Linked DNA regions of Ovis aries: region 2 is linked to region 1. A link is a contact called in public Hi-C data. All regions are on one chromosome and are shown on one strand. Each heading gives the region's core, a stretch centred on a gene start, on an enhancer-like site or on the middle of the called end of the contact. The rest is flanking DNA. Distances are from core to core; before and after follow the strand shown.

Evidence for each region. Hi-C and Micro-C count contacts between places; a contact is called where the count stands out from the background.
Region 2: a Hi-C map of liver shows a contact between it and region 1, with 4 times the contacts expected there. The contact joins two enhancer-like sites. A contact is called at or near these places in 3 of 16 Hi-C or Micro-C datasets (blood and liver).

Annotation. Positions count from the first base shown.
Region 1 is chr7:49,991,698-49,998,265 of ARS-UI_Ramb_v3.0, reverse strand. LIPC (lipase C, hepatic type) reads left to right here. Exons shown (of 11, transcript XM_042252391.1): 3 at 2,864-2,996. All of the region lies in intron 3 of LOC121819974 (a long non-coding RNA gene), which reads right to left. Among named protein-coding and RNA genes, the nearest start is that of LIPC, 24 kb to the left of the region's middle. Within about 2 kb of position 2,570, at least 1 of the 54 cell types and tissues checked has an H3K27ac peak or open chromatin away from gene starts, as enhancers often do. A contact at or near this core is called in liver, where this site is marked.
Region 2 is chr7:50,142,210-50,149,003 of ARS-UI_Ramb_v3.0, reverse strand. No RefSeq gene overlaps it. Among named protein-coding and RNA genes, the nearest start is that of LIPC, 130 kb to the right of the region's middle. Within about 2 kb of position 2,638, at least 27 of the 54 cell types and tissues checked have an H3K27ac peak or open chromatin away from gene starts, as enhancers often do. A contact at or near this core is called in liver, where this site is marked.

The sequences.
Region 1 (6,568 bases), core at 1,321-3,820:
AAATTAAAAGACGCTTACTCCTTGGAAGAAAAGTTATGACCAACCTAGATAGCATATTCAAAAGCAGAGACATTGCTTTGTCAACAAAGGTCCGTCTAGTCAAGGCTATGGTTTTTCCAGTAGTCATGTATGGATGTGAGAGTTGGACTGTGAAGAAAGCTGAGCGCCGAAGAATGGATGCTTTTGAACTGTGGTGTTGGAGAAGACTGTTGAGAGTCCCTTGGACTGCAAGGAGATCCAGCCAGTCCATTCTAAAGGAGATCAGTCCTGGGTGTTCTTTGGAAGGAATGATGTTAAAGCTGAAACTCCAGTACTTTGGCCACCTCATGTGAAGAGTTGACTCACTGGTAAAGGCCCTGATGCTAGGAAATATTGAGGGTGGGAGGAGAAGGGGACGACAGAGGATGAGATGATTGGATGGCATCACCAACTCAATGAACATGAGTTTGGCTAAACTCTGGGAGTTGGTGATGGACAGGGAGGTCTGGTGTGCTGTGATTCATGGGGTCTCAAAGAGTCAGACATGACTGAGTGACTGGACTGAACTGAAGCTTCAGGAAGACAAAAGACTTATAGCCCTCTGTCTACTTTACTCTTCTTAGATGAGAGGGAGGGTGTGAGGGAGAGTTTGGGAGAAATATATTATTGATATCTCAAAGTATTATCTCTGGCGCATGTTCTCTTACTTTACAGATGAAGAGATGGAACTCATGAAGGTTAGTAGCATTGTGCACAGCTAGTTGGTAGAAGACCCAGGATCTTGGGGCACGTGGATTCACCAGTGTCTTGGTGAGTTAATCTGCAGAGTGAGGTCGGGAGTAGAGTTGGTTCTTGGCAGTACCCAGAAGACAAGAAATGAGGTAGGCTCAGGGGAGAGGAGCTAAGTAGATAGTCAGCTGTTTTAGGTTCCAGCTTTCTGGGAAATTAGTAAAGTGGAACCTTCAGATCCTGCTTAACAGTGCAGGTAGGACGGAGCCAGCCAAAAAGCCAGCACAGAAGCCTCTGCTCAGGAATCATGCATCCGACTAGAAGGTCTCCATGCCATAGACCTCCAGAAGGAGGTGCAGCCACCAGACAGCCCAGTCTTAAGCTTTGCCCTGGGCTCAGTCTGTCCAAACTAATAGGACCAAATGAAGGTCCTTCTCAGTTCATTTCATCCAGGCAGTGATCATCAAGTTAGCTAAATACCTGCCCAACTTTTCAACTTGGATGTCTAAGAGGCATCTCAGACTCCACCTAGCCAAAACTGAATTTATGATCTTCTACCACTAACTCTGCTCCACTCACAGCCTTTCCCGTCTCAGCTAATAGCAACACCACTGTCCCACCTGCTCAAACCAAAGTCCTTGAAGTCATCTCCAACTCTTCTTTCTCTTCACCCCAGTAGTCAGGAAATCCTGTTGCATCTACCTTCAAAATACATCTGCCATCCATCCATCACTCCCCAATTCCACTTTGACCATGCTGAACTAAGGCACCATCCCCTCTCGCTGGATCACTGTGATAGCCTCCTAACAGATCTCACCACTTGCATCCTAGTTTGCTAGTAATCTGTTCCTAGTCTTGTAAACTAGAATGATCTTTTACAAATATTATAAAAATTATATCACTCTTCTGCTCAGAGTGAGTCCCCATATCTCACAGTATAAAAGCCAAAGTCCTTTTAATGATGCTTCCCTAGTCACCGGCCTCCTTGCTGTTCCTGGAACATTCCAGGCATGCTCCTGCTTCAGGCCTTTGCACTGGCCGCACTGGCTGTTCTAACCACCTGACGCTCGCCTCCTCAACATGTCCACAGGGGCAATTCCCTCAGAGCCTTGCTCAGAATTCAACTTCCCAACAAGGTTCACCCTAACCATTCTGTTTAAAATCACTACCTTCCCCAACCCCCTTACCTCAGCCAACTTTTCCTTCTCCTGTCACTCAGATCGTATTCTACCAATCTACATAAATCTCTTATGTATTATACCTGTTGTCTCTTATCTGACTCCTCCTGTCTCCCATGGTATATAAATACCACACAGACTGGAATCTTGGTCTGTATTGTTCACTTGTTCATCCCAAGTACCAGAACAGTGCCTGGCATGTAATAGGTACTTTTTTTAAAGTTGAAAAAAGTGAATAAAGTTTACCACAGAATATTACATGAGAAACATGGTAGCGTTTCCCCTGTCTGGTTTCGCCAAGTAGCCTTACCTCTCAGTCCTCTACACAGTTAGAGCTCCATTAATACACAGGAGGAAAGAGTGTGCTTACTCATTTTGCAAAGCGGCCCCCAGCAAAAGCATCCAGTTCTGCATCTTTGCTCCTTTACCAACTCCTTTTTACACTGACATTAGAGGTTTTCTGCCCCTTTCAGTTATAGAAATTTTGCCCATCACTCTTTGACCACAGGACCAGTAGTTTTGCTAAACTCAACAGAAAACAGACCCCATGGGGGCTCTCCTCATAGCAGAGTCCTTTCCTTTCTCTTTGAGTTTAGTCTGCATTTGAAATACCACTGCCTGTATCCCCTTTACAGTGCTGTCAGAGAGAGACTTAGGCAACTCTGTGGAAGCCACCTATCCCTGACCTTTGACAGAATTTCCAAACATATTAACTTCAAACTGATGCATTTGGAACTGTGACCTTGGCCCTGGAAGGCAAGAGTACATGACAAGATATTTTATTTTCAAAATGTATCAGGATAAAAAATACTTCTGTAAATCAATCTTCTTCTCTTTTTTTGTATGAGGCAGATTTAGATTTGGGGGTTGGGTGTAGGAAGGAAAGAGTCTGAACACCAGAGAACATGTTTAAAAGGTTAATTATTAATGGACAGTCTTCCCTAACAAAGTATCAATAGGCAATCTTGTCTCTTTAGCTTCAGAAATTAGCAAGAGGACCTCGGACCCCAGGTGAAACAGGAGAAATGGAAAATCCCCTGTATGTCTCTATCTTCTTGTTTTTGTGCATCTTGATCCAATCAAGTGCTCATGGACAAAGCCTGAGACCAGGTAAGAGCCTGCCTTTTCTCCAGAGATGGGCATGGACTTTCTTCTTTAAATGTACATTGCAGTGAATCCACGCCTTTTGATTATGTCTGATAGAGTTTGCTTCACAGTGTATTAGGTGATTCTATGATCGGCATCACAGGTCATAGGGACGTGTAGCTGTTTGTAGGCGTTTCGGAAAATTTTGAAATTTAAATTTTAGGAAACCGCTCTAGGAGTAGAAGTCTTCTCAAAGCGATGAAGTCTCTCTCATATCTGATTCAGAAATAGTCAGGCTAAGATTTCTTTGGTGGCAAATAATCTGAAAGAGTCTCAGATCTTCCTGAGAGTTAATTTGGTGTCTAATTTGCAGTTGAAGAGAACAGCTTGTAATGAAACCTTCTATCTTGCTGAGGTTTTCTAATTGCTGGCTTTCTCAGAAGAGAGGAATTTGTAGAATCTTCTTTCCAGTCAGGTTGAACACGGAGCTATCATTGCACATTTTCTAAACCTCACTTTTTCTGTCAAAGTTTTACCCTGAGACTAAGCAGTCACACCTATTTGTTCTGGAAATTCATAGGTTGATGGTCAAGGTGATCCAAATGCTTGATTAGGCAGATGGATCACAGGTTCCTGGCTAAAGAGTGCATTGGATCAATACATGATGGATCTGAAGTGAACTGAACACTTTGGCCAAATGAGACAGGGCTTTGGGACTTTATTTTTGTGTTGGTTACTGGTTTTTCTTTCCTCTAAGACTATGACTGGAGGGAGCTCCAAAAAGAATTAGAAGCTTACTACCCAAAGACATACCTGAAAACTCCAGAATATCTTTTTTCTCCTTGAAGAAAAAAAAGGCTATTCTTTGTATTTAATCATTATTCTGTATATTAGGTCAGTTAATAACTTATTAGCAGTATTAATTATTACCATTCATTGAGCATTTTGTATGTCAACTACCAGGTTAGTTATTTTGCATACATCATCTCACTTACAAAACTGAGTCCAAAAATGTTAATAATAACTTAGAGCCATGCAGGCAGAATTGTTCATGATTTTTCCTCCCTGTGTTCACAAGGATATTGGTGAAGGGCCTTTCCTGCCCTTTGGCCCAGAATGTTTTTAATTTCTTATCGAAGCATAACATATATCTCAAAAAATACCTGTATCATAAAGTGCTCAATGAATTTTCACAACCTAAGCCAGCATCCCAGGAGCATCCCTTGCACACGCATCCCTGGAGCCTTAACATAGATTATTTTGACTTTTTGGAGCTTTTCAGTAATGGTTGCATATAATACGTGCTCTTTTTGTTCTGGGCTTCTTTCACTCAACATTATGCAATTACATGTAGTATGACACATTCACTCAGGTCACTGTAGCATCCTGCTGTAGGAATATACCACCTTTGGTTTATTTGTTCTGCTTCTGATTAGACCAGATGTTTCAGTAGAGACTTGGGGGTTGGATGCCATTAGAGTCAAGGTGAAGGATGAAAGGCAGGACAGCCTCCCCCGGGGTTGCTGGGTATTAGCCACATTTCTCTCAGCAAAGCCTGTGCAGGTCAGCTACTGCTTCCCCAGGGTCCTGGCTTGCCAAATGCTGAGGGAAGTTTCCATTAGCAGGAAGGTTCTTCAGAGAAAAGGATCAGAGACAGGAAGCTTTTTGTTTCCTTGAGAGCAGAACATCTTGGCAGAATTTTTTCTGCCGGGAGTGAGTCAGATCTGTGTGCACTAGGCTGGTGTGACATCTTTCTCTTCCCAGGGCACTGCAGGCAACCAGGTACCCCACAACGGAGCCCTAGAAGGTTGAGTATCTATGCCTTGTAGGATAGTTTCCCAAACTGCCCCCCAGGGGATGTTTTTGGCTGTCAGAACCAGGGAGACAGTGCTATTGGCAAGTAGGGCTTAGAAGCCGGGGATATTGCTAACCATGCTACAGTGGACAGGACAGCCCCCACAGCAATGAATTATTCAGGACCAAGTGTCCATATACCAGGAAGAACTCCCATGGGATCCTTCCTCCTTAACCCCAGACCTCCCAGCTTACTTCTTTTTATTATTATTGATGACATTGCTAATGGACCCACTAATGTACTGTACACCCAGTATATGCCAGACTTTGCACAAACATTTTACCCCACCTTCACCTTGTGGTGGAGTCAGACAGCAGAATAACGACTTTCCGGAGATTCCACAAGAGGAGCAAGAGGTCCCTAGACTGGATCTATCTGCTTAATGCTATAGGGTTCTGGCCATTGTGCTCTCACCTCATGGTTTAACAGCCATGGATCCCTAGAAATCCATTCTGCTCAGTTCCTCTCCCAGGAGAGGAATATTGGGTAATTCCTGTCCACCAATGCCAAGGGAAAGAAGATACAGTGAGCATCCTGAAGACCCTAGGACACAGAGCCTCCATTACCCTCATCCCCAGACCCGACTCCTGAGGCCAACACTGCTTAAATGGTAGCCAGTGCTCCTAGACCCTGGCAGCCCCCACCGCCCAGTGATATCCACCAGCACTGCCTCAGGAGCCTGGCCCCTCCCTGCAATTCCCGCCACAGCCTCCACATCCCAGAAGCAGCTGAAGCCCATCCATCAGTCCCTCACTCATTTAACCAGTGTACATAGGCATCTGCCACATTGAAGGCGGCGCACCAGTACAGAAATTCTCAGCTTCCCAGAAGGCCCCGTTACACTCTCAAAAATTAGTCACAATTCCAAAGAGATCTTTTTTATGTGGAACACAGCTATCAGTATTTACCGTATTAGAGACTAAAATGGAGAACACTTTTTAATGTTTTGAATAATAACAACAAACTCATCACATGTTAGCATATGAAACACTATATTGTGAGGAATAACTGGTATTTGCCAAATAACAATGAAAAATGAGTCAGAAGAGTGACACTGGGTCACAAAGAAATTCTGCTACTTTTTTCATGTTTGGCTTAATAAACAGGGCTGGGCTTTTTTTCATCTGTTTCTGTATTGAATTTGTTGTAAAATGTTACTTTGGACTACACAAAGAAAACCGGCCTCAGCTATAGGGAAAGGGAGTCAACCTTAGAGGTCCCGCCAAGGCCCTCACTCAGAACTGCTTTGTTTGTGCAGCAGACACTGAACAACGTGGAGTGCACGGCTGCCCCTGCTCCCCACAAGCTTACTGACGAATCAGGTTGACCAGGGGCAGGAAGACAGGAACTGCCTGCACTGCCAGAGGGCAGTAAGGGGGCCATCATCCATAGAGAATGTGACAGTAATAAAAACTTCTCATCATCACGATTCTAAATAATGACAGCGATAAAAATTAACACCTCCTCCAAAACAGTTCTTTTGGTCAGAGTTGTAAACAACTGCTATGGTTACTACTGAGTGTAAGAAACGCAGCAGGAAGAAGGAACCACCCCCATGAACCGTTGTTCAGGGCCTTTTATTGGGCGGTCACTCTCGGGCAGAACTCCCGGGGGCGGATAAGCAAGGGAGCGAGGGGGTGGGGGGGTCTGCGAAGCAAAGGGAGTCAGCGGGGTAAAGGGAGTCTGCGGGGGAGTCTGCGGGGGAGTCTGTGGGGGAAGTCTGCGGGGGAGTCTGCGGAGT
Region 2 (6,794 bases), core at 1,389-3,888, 150 kb before region 1:
TTCACAAGGCTGTCCCTCTGTGCATGCGCGCCCTGATGTCTGTGTGTCCTAATCTCTCCTTAGAAGAATATGAGTCAGATTGGATTGGGGCCTACCCCGATGCCCTTATGGGGCCATATCTCCAATACAGTCACATTCTGAGGTTCTGGGCACGAGGGCTTCAAGATATGAATTGAGTTAGGGGAGGAGACACAATTCAACCTTTGACACCTTCCAAGCAAGCATTCTGTCTCAGACAATAAAACCAAAGGAAAATTCACTCGTACCAAGCCGCAGCACGCTAATTCATTATTTCATGCATTCTCATTCCACCAATATTTGATGAGAGCCATTTATGCAGTGACATGGTCTGCGTGAAACCAACAGAATAATCTTTCTAAAATGTGTGTCTGATTAGGTCTCCTTCCAGAAACTCTTGAATGGCTCCCCATGCCCTTAGGAAGATTCCCAAACTTTAGCACAATACACAAGGTAGCCAAGATGTGGATTCTGCTTACACAGCTACAATCCCCTCACATGCCTTTTGCTCCAGCTAAACTCTTTGAGTACGGTGGTTCCCCAAATATATTATGCTGAGTTACTCCTACCTGTATGGCCCTAGGCAAAAATGTATTTATTCAACAAATATTTTATTGTCATCTCCTTTATCAACTGTGCTAGACCGTGGGGATGATAACAAAACTCCATCCTTAAAGATCTCTTAGTATAAAGGAAATGTTAGACAAGCAATCAAAAATTACAATCAATTGATATGCAGTGTAGTCTGTGTGTGTGCGTCTATCTATCTGTTAGTTGCTCAGTCATGTCCGACTCTTTGTGACCCCACGGACTGAAGCCCACCAGGCTCCTTTGTTCATGGAATTTTCCAGGCAAGAATACTGGAGTGGGTTGCCATTCCCTTATACAGAGAATCTTCCTGACCCAGGGATTGAACTCGAGTCTCCTGCATTGCAGGCAAATTTTTTACCTTCTGAGCCACTAGAGAAGCCTGCAATGTAGTCTAGAGCTAGACAAAAATGTGTCAGGAGCTCAGAGGAGGATACCTATTTAAATTTACAGAGCATTAGTTTCTCTAGTAGAGTAATACACCAACCTCTAAAATTAGATGAAGGAGAAGGCCAATTCACAGCACAACCTATATGTTATGTTAATATATTGCTGAAATAAATCAGATATATGGTTCCAGTTATTAAGAATGAAATAAGTGACATCTTATGTAACTGATGAAATGGAAATTGGTTACACACCCACCAAAGTATGCAGAACCAGGAAGTGGAAGTTAAAAATCCTCCCTTGTCAGAATGAATCCATCTCTGGAGTGTTTTTAAAATGCATACCTGACAATCACATGGGACACTCCACATGCCTAAGATACCCTAACTCAATAATCATGTGAAATTAGCAGCCATCATCAATCAATGTACTTTTAGTATCATGCAGTTTGTAATAAAGATTATTTTATTTATACTTAAAACCTTTTAGCACATCTCCTGAGAAGTTACCAGAAAGTTCAAAAGAAAACTGAAGAAAGAACAAGAATGATATTGTTAACAGCCAGGCTAATGCAGACTGAAAACCTTCCCTTTGGGACCACCTAGGAACTCTGGGTATAACGTGTGTCCCTCTGTTTTTAGTGCACCACTGAGCTCACAACAAGGAAGAGAAACTCCCAAGTGCTCCCACGATAGAAAGAACATAAAAGAAAGTACTGTGTAAGTGATACGATGATGCTAGTGGTGAAGAACCCGCCTACAAATGCAGGAGACGTAAGAGACGTGGGTTCAGTCCCTGGGCTGGGGAGATTCCCCTGGACGGAGGGCATGGCAACCCACTCCAGTATTCCTGCCTGGAGAATCCCACGGACAGAGGAGCCTGGTGGGCTACAGTCCACGGGTCACCAAGAGTCGGACACCACTGAAGTGACTCAGCACATGTGCACAAGTGATACAGTAACAAAGCAACGACTCAGCTGGGTGAGGTGATACTGATATGCTCCCAGTGAGTTTGGGTTTTAAAGCCCACGTCCTGAGTCCACCTTAGGTGGGGAGTGGGAAGAGGACCCCTATCTAAAGGCAGGACTTTCAAAAGGCAGCCTCTTCAGAGAAAGGCAGACTAACAATAATGTGCCCACTGGCACAGAGATCAAGGCAGTGTCTTCACCCATATTCTGGATAAGGAAAAATGTCAGTCCTGATGGCGCGCTTAGCAATATATTGCCTCTCAGTTACAATTTCACCTTTGAGTACCTGGACTGTTAACAGATGGATTGGAGCCTGAAGCATTTCTCCTTTACAGTAAGCGTGATACAATACTTTGTCAGCAGAGGGCGCTGGAGGGACACTGCAGGAGGAAGGGGGCTTCTCTTCCTGGTTCCTGTATGCTGGGTTTGGCTCGCTCTTGCTCTTGTTGCATGCTGCGTCAGCAGCGTGGGTGTGTAGTCACACCCAGTTGTGTTCTGCCCAGCCTTTCAGTGACCTCAGTGCCCCAGTCCAGGCCTGGAGACCACCTTTCCATGGCCCTCCCAGCAGAGGCACCAAGTGCTCCAGACTTCTTGCCCACAGTGGCATTCAAATCCTTGTGTGCACACACATAACAGCCTTGATATCGCCTGTACCCCAGAGAGCTCTTTCCTGCCTGCCCAAGAACTGTGCACCTGCTTGAGTCTAGCCAGCCCTGTGAGCTTCCTGGTCTTCCTGTGAGCTTAACCACATATTACCAATGAGGTCTGAACCCCAGCCTTGGGGTTGGGACCCCAGCCTAAGTTTGTCCTTCCTTTCAGCCTTCTCTTTACATCTTTTTAGTTACTCTCTTATCATAGCTTAATAGCTCCTTAAACTAACTTATTTAAATTATTTTGTGATTTCTGTCTCCTGACTAGACCCAGACTAGTACTACTGAGAAACCAAAATCCCTGCCCTCTTCCTTATTAAGGGATCAAATTTACATTACTCAGCAGAAATAAGCACAAAAACATTGTGAACGAATATTTCCTATACCTAGTTTGCCTGGCATTCTTACAGAGAAACCATGCTGAACACGAATTCATGATCCAAAGTTCAAATATTCACAAATAGGTAATCCTTCATGAGGAAGTGTTGTTAAATAAAATTATGGGGCTTAAACTATAATAATTTCTGATGGTAAAACAATTCTAAAAGAAAAACTTATAAGTATGCTTAAAAGAAATTTTGTAACTTAGAAGAAACGACCTTAAATGTAAAGGGACTAAACAATTGAATGAAAAGACAAAGATTAAGATCTTTGTTTTACTTTCTGATTTGGATGGTATTTACATGAATATGTTCATTCTGAGAACAATTTATATAGCTATTCTTTCATAATTATGTACTTTTCTGAATGCATCATCTATTTCTTACGTGTGTGTGTATATATATACATATATATACATATATGTACACATATATATATATATACACACACACATATGCAATTTGGTCAAAGATACTAGAAATGTTTTAGAACTGCTGCTGCTGCTGCTAAGTCGCTTCAGTCATGTCCGACTCTATGCGACCCCAGAGACGGCAGCCCACCAGGCTCCCCTAAATCATAATAAAATACTATATATCAAAAGTTTGAGAATGTAGATAAAGCAATACTTATAAAGAAGAAATTATAAAGAAAAAATGAACTAAGAAATGATACAAAGAAATTAGGCGAACCGTAAATTTCAGAGAATACAGAAGGGAGGAAATCATAAGGTAGGGAAAATATGCCTGAGAAATTGCCAGTATTAGTAAATCTTTTGGTGTTAATTTGTCCTTGCCTTCACAATAGGTAGTTCACTTATGCAAGTAGGAGATCTGAGCCTTGAAGCTGTTTCTGCCCACACGGCTTTGGTTGACCCACACAAATTTGGGCTTCCATCTCAGCGGCCTCATTGTTGTTCACTCGCTAAGTTGTGTCTGACTCTTTGCGGCCTCACAGAGTGAGAATCCCTTGGACAGCAAGGAGATCAAACCAGTCAATCCTAAAGGAAATCAACCCTGAATATTTATTGGAAGAACTGAAGCTAAAGCTGAAGCTCCAATACTTTGGCCACCTGATGGGAAGAGCCAACTCATTGAACAAGACCCTGATGCTGGGAAAGATTGAGGGCAATAGGAAAAGGGGGAGACTAACGAGAAGATAGTTGGATAGCATCACCAAATGTACATGAGTTTGAGCAAACTCTGGGAGATAGTGAAGGACAGGGAAGCCTGGTGTCCATGGGGTTGCAAAGAGTCAGACACGACTGACCCTGAACAACAGCATAAGAGTGAAAAAAAGGAAGCAATGGCCCAAGGCTCACTCTGATCCTGGGAATCTAATAGAAAACCCTCTTCATTATCAACCTGGTTTCAAAAGGCTACACCCTTACGGGAAAAGAAATCAGAAGTAAATCTGCCCTGAACTCAAATCCAGTTCAGTTTAGTCGCTCAGTCGTGTCCGATTCTTTGTGACCCCATGAATCGCAGCACGCCGGGACTCCCTGTCCATCACCAACTCCCGGAGTTCACTCAGACTCACATCCATCGAATCAGTGATGCCATCCAGCCATCTCATCCTCTGTCATCCCCTTCTCCTCCTGCCCCCAATCCCTCCCAGCAGCAGAGTCTTTTCCAATGAGTCAACTCTTTGCATGAGGCGGCCAAAGTACTGGAGTCTCAGCTTTAGCATCATTCCTTCCAAAGCAATCCCAGGGCTGATCTCCTTCAGAATGGGTTGGTTGGATCTCCTTGCAGTCCAAGGGACTCTCAAGAGTCTTCTTCAACACCACAGCTCAAACGCATCAATTCTTCGGCACTCAGCCTTCTTCACAGTCCAACTCTCACATCCATACATGACCACAGGAAAAACCATAGCCTTGACTAGACAGACCTTAGTCGGCAAAGTAATGTCTCTGCTTTTGAATATGCTATCTAGGTTGGTCATAATTTTTCTTCCAAGGAGTAAACGTCTTTTAATTTCATGGCTGCAATAACATTTTTACTAGGTTTTAAAATATAATTTGGAGGAAAATATCTATGTATACATATCTCTATATATTCTAGATCATATTTACAGGCATTTATCACAAGGAAGGGCTTGAAATACCTATCCCAGTGTTATCAGAAACCAAACCTCTTTATGTGGTGAACATATTAAAAAATCCCTCTAGGAGTTAGATACACCAACCTAAGGTTAATGGTTATCTGTGGGATGGAAGGGAGGAAAAAGAGATGGAGATGAGTCTTTAGCTTTATTTGTAATGTTTTATATCTTTAAAAGAAAACAAATAATGAAGAAAATTTGCAAAATATTAATATCTTTTAAATCCTGGTAGTAGATGGAAGCAGACATCAGTGGATCACTTGCCCAATATCCACTGTCTCTTCCTCATTAATCCCTAGATCAGGTAGATCCTCTGGAAAAGGGAATGGCAATCCACTTGGGTATTCTTGCCTGGAGAATCCCATGAACAGAGAGCCTGGCAGGCTTTAGTCCATGGGGTTGTGAAAGAGTCAGACACAAGTTAGCAACTAAACAACAACAATTTTGATGAGGTTGGTAATGTCATCCTTCCAAAGGGTGGGCAAAAGTCTCAGCGAATGGCTTCTTGATGCAATAAAACAAAAACAACAAGATTCTGTGTGTGTTAAAGGCCCTTTTCTGTCTTCTTCCTATGTAGTATATTAATGGTGATGGTGGCAGCAGCCATCTTCACATCATGAGGATTGAAACCACTTAAAGTGATGCTAAGGGTAGAGGAGAAGCAAGAGAGGAATCTGGTCCTTGCAGGCATTTCTGTGATATTACATCTGTTTTGGACTGCCTCCCTCCAAACTTCTTGTGGCAGAAAAATTAAGTTTTTAAAGTCACTCTTTTTCCTTTTTTGTTAAAAGCTGCTGAACATAGTCCTGCAAAGTGCATTGATACCCCAATTGTGTTGTTTGCTATATATATGCTGAAACGCTGAAATGATTTTAAATTATTCAAAAATTAAAAGAGGCAACAGAAAATATAGGAAAGGAGGAATAATTCTACCGAATGACTTCAGCCTCTCTACTCTGTTTAGGCTAGCTGAAGGGAATTAATGGCTGTATCAGTGTGGCACCCTCTGTCTCTGAGAAGTTTCTTGTGCAGAATCAGATTTCTGATCCAACTTTGAAAGAGAAACACAAGTGGAGTCATGTTCAATCTGCTGTGTCAGATCGTTTCTTCTGTGGTTCTGAACACTAGTTGGGATGAGGACAGCCTTCTCGCCTGCTTGATACTACGTCTCCAGCTTGTGGAACTAAGTTTGACTGATGTTACTGACATCACTTACTATAACACTGCTTGGTGGCTCACGGTCCTTAATCATATTGTGTCCTAAGGTGAATCACATTAAGGTGTTTTGTTAGCAAACAATAGAAAATAACTAGTAGTTACACAGGAGAAGAATGTATGGGAAAGAAGCTCAGTGACTGAAAAGGGAACTGAATGAACCCATGGAGGAGGATACAGAAAGAGACATCTTCAAAGATTCTAGTGGCAAGAACAGCTCAAAGGTCTTGGTCGATCACTGATTGACTAAATGACTCCAATCATTTATCTCACCCTTGTGACACTCCAGTCCACATTCAAAGTCACAGATTTGGGTGTGAGAGAGAGACAGAGACAGACAGACAGACACAGAGAGACATATTAGTTCATCATTAGCAGACTTCTTGTCTGCTGCTGCTACTGCTGCTGCTGCTAAGTCGCTTCAGTCGTGTCCGACTCTGTGCGACCCCACAGACGGCAGCCTACCAGTTTCCCCCGTCCCTGGGATT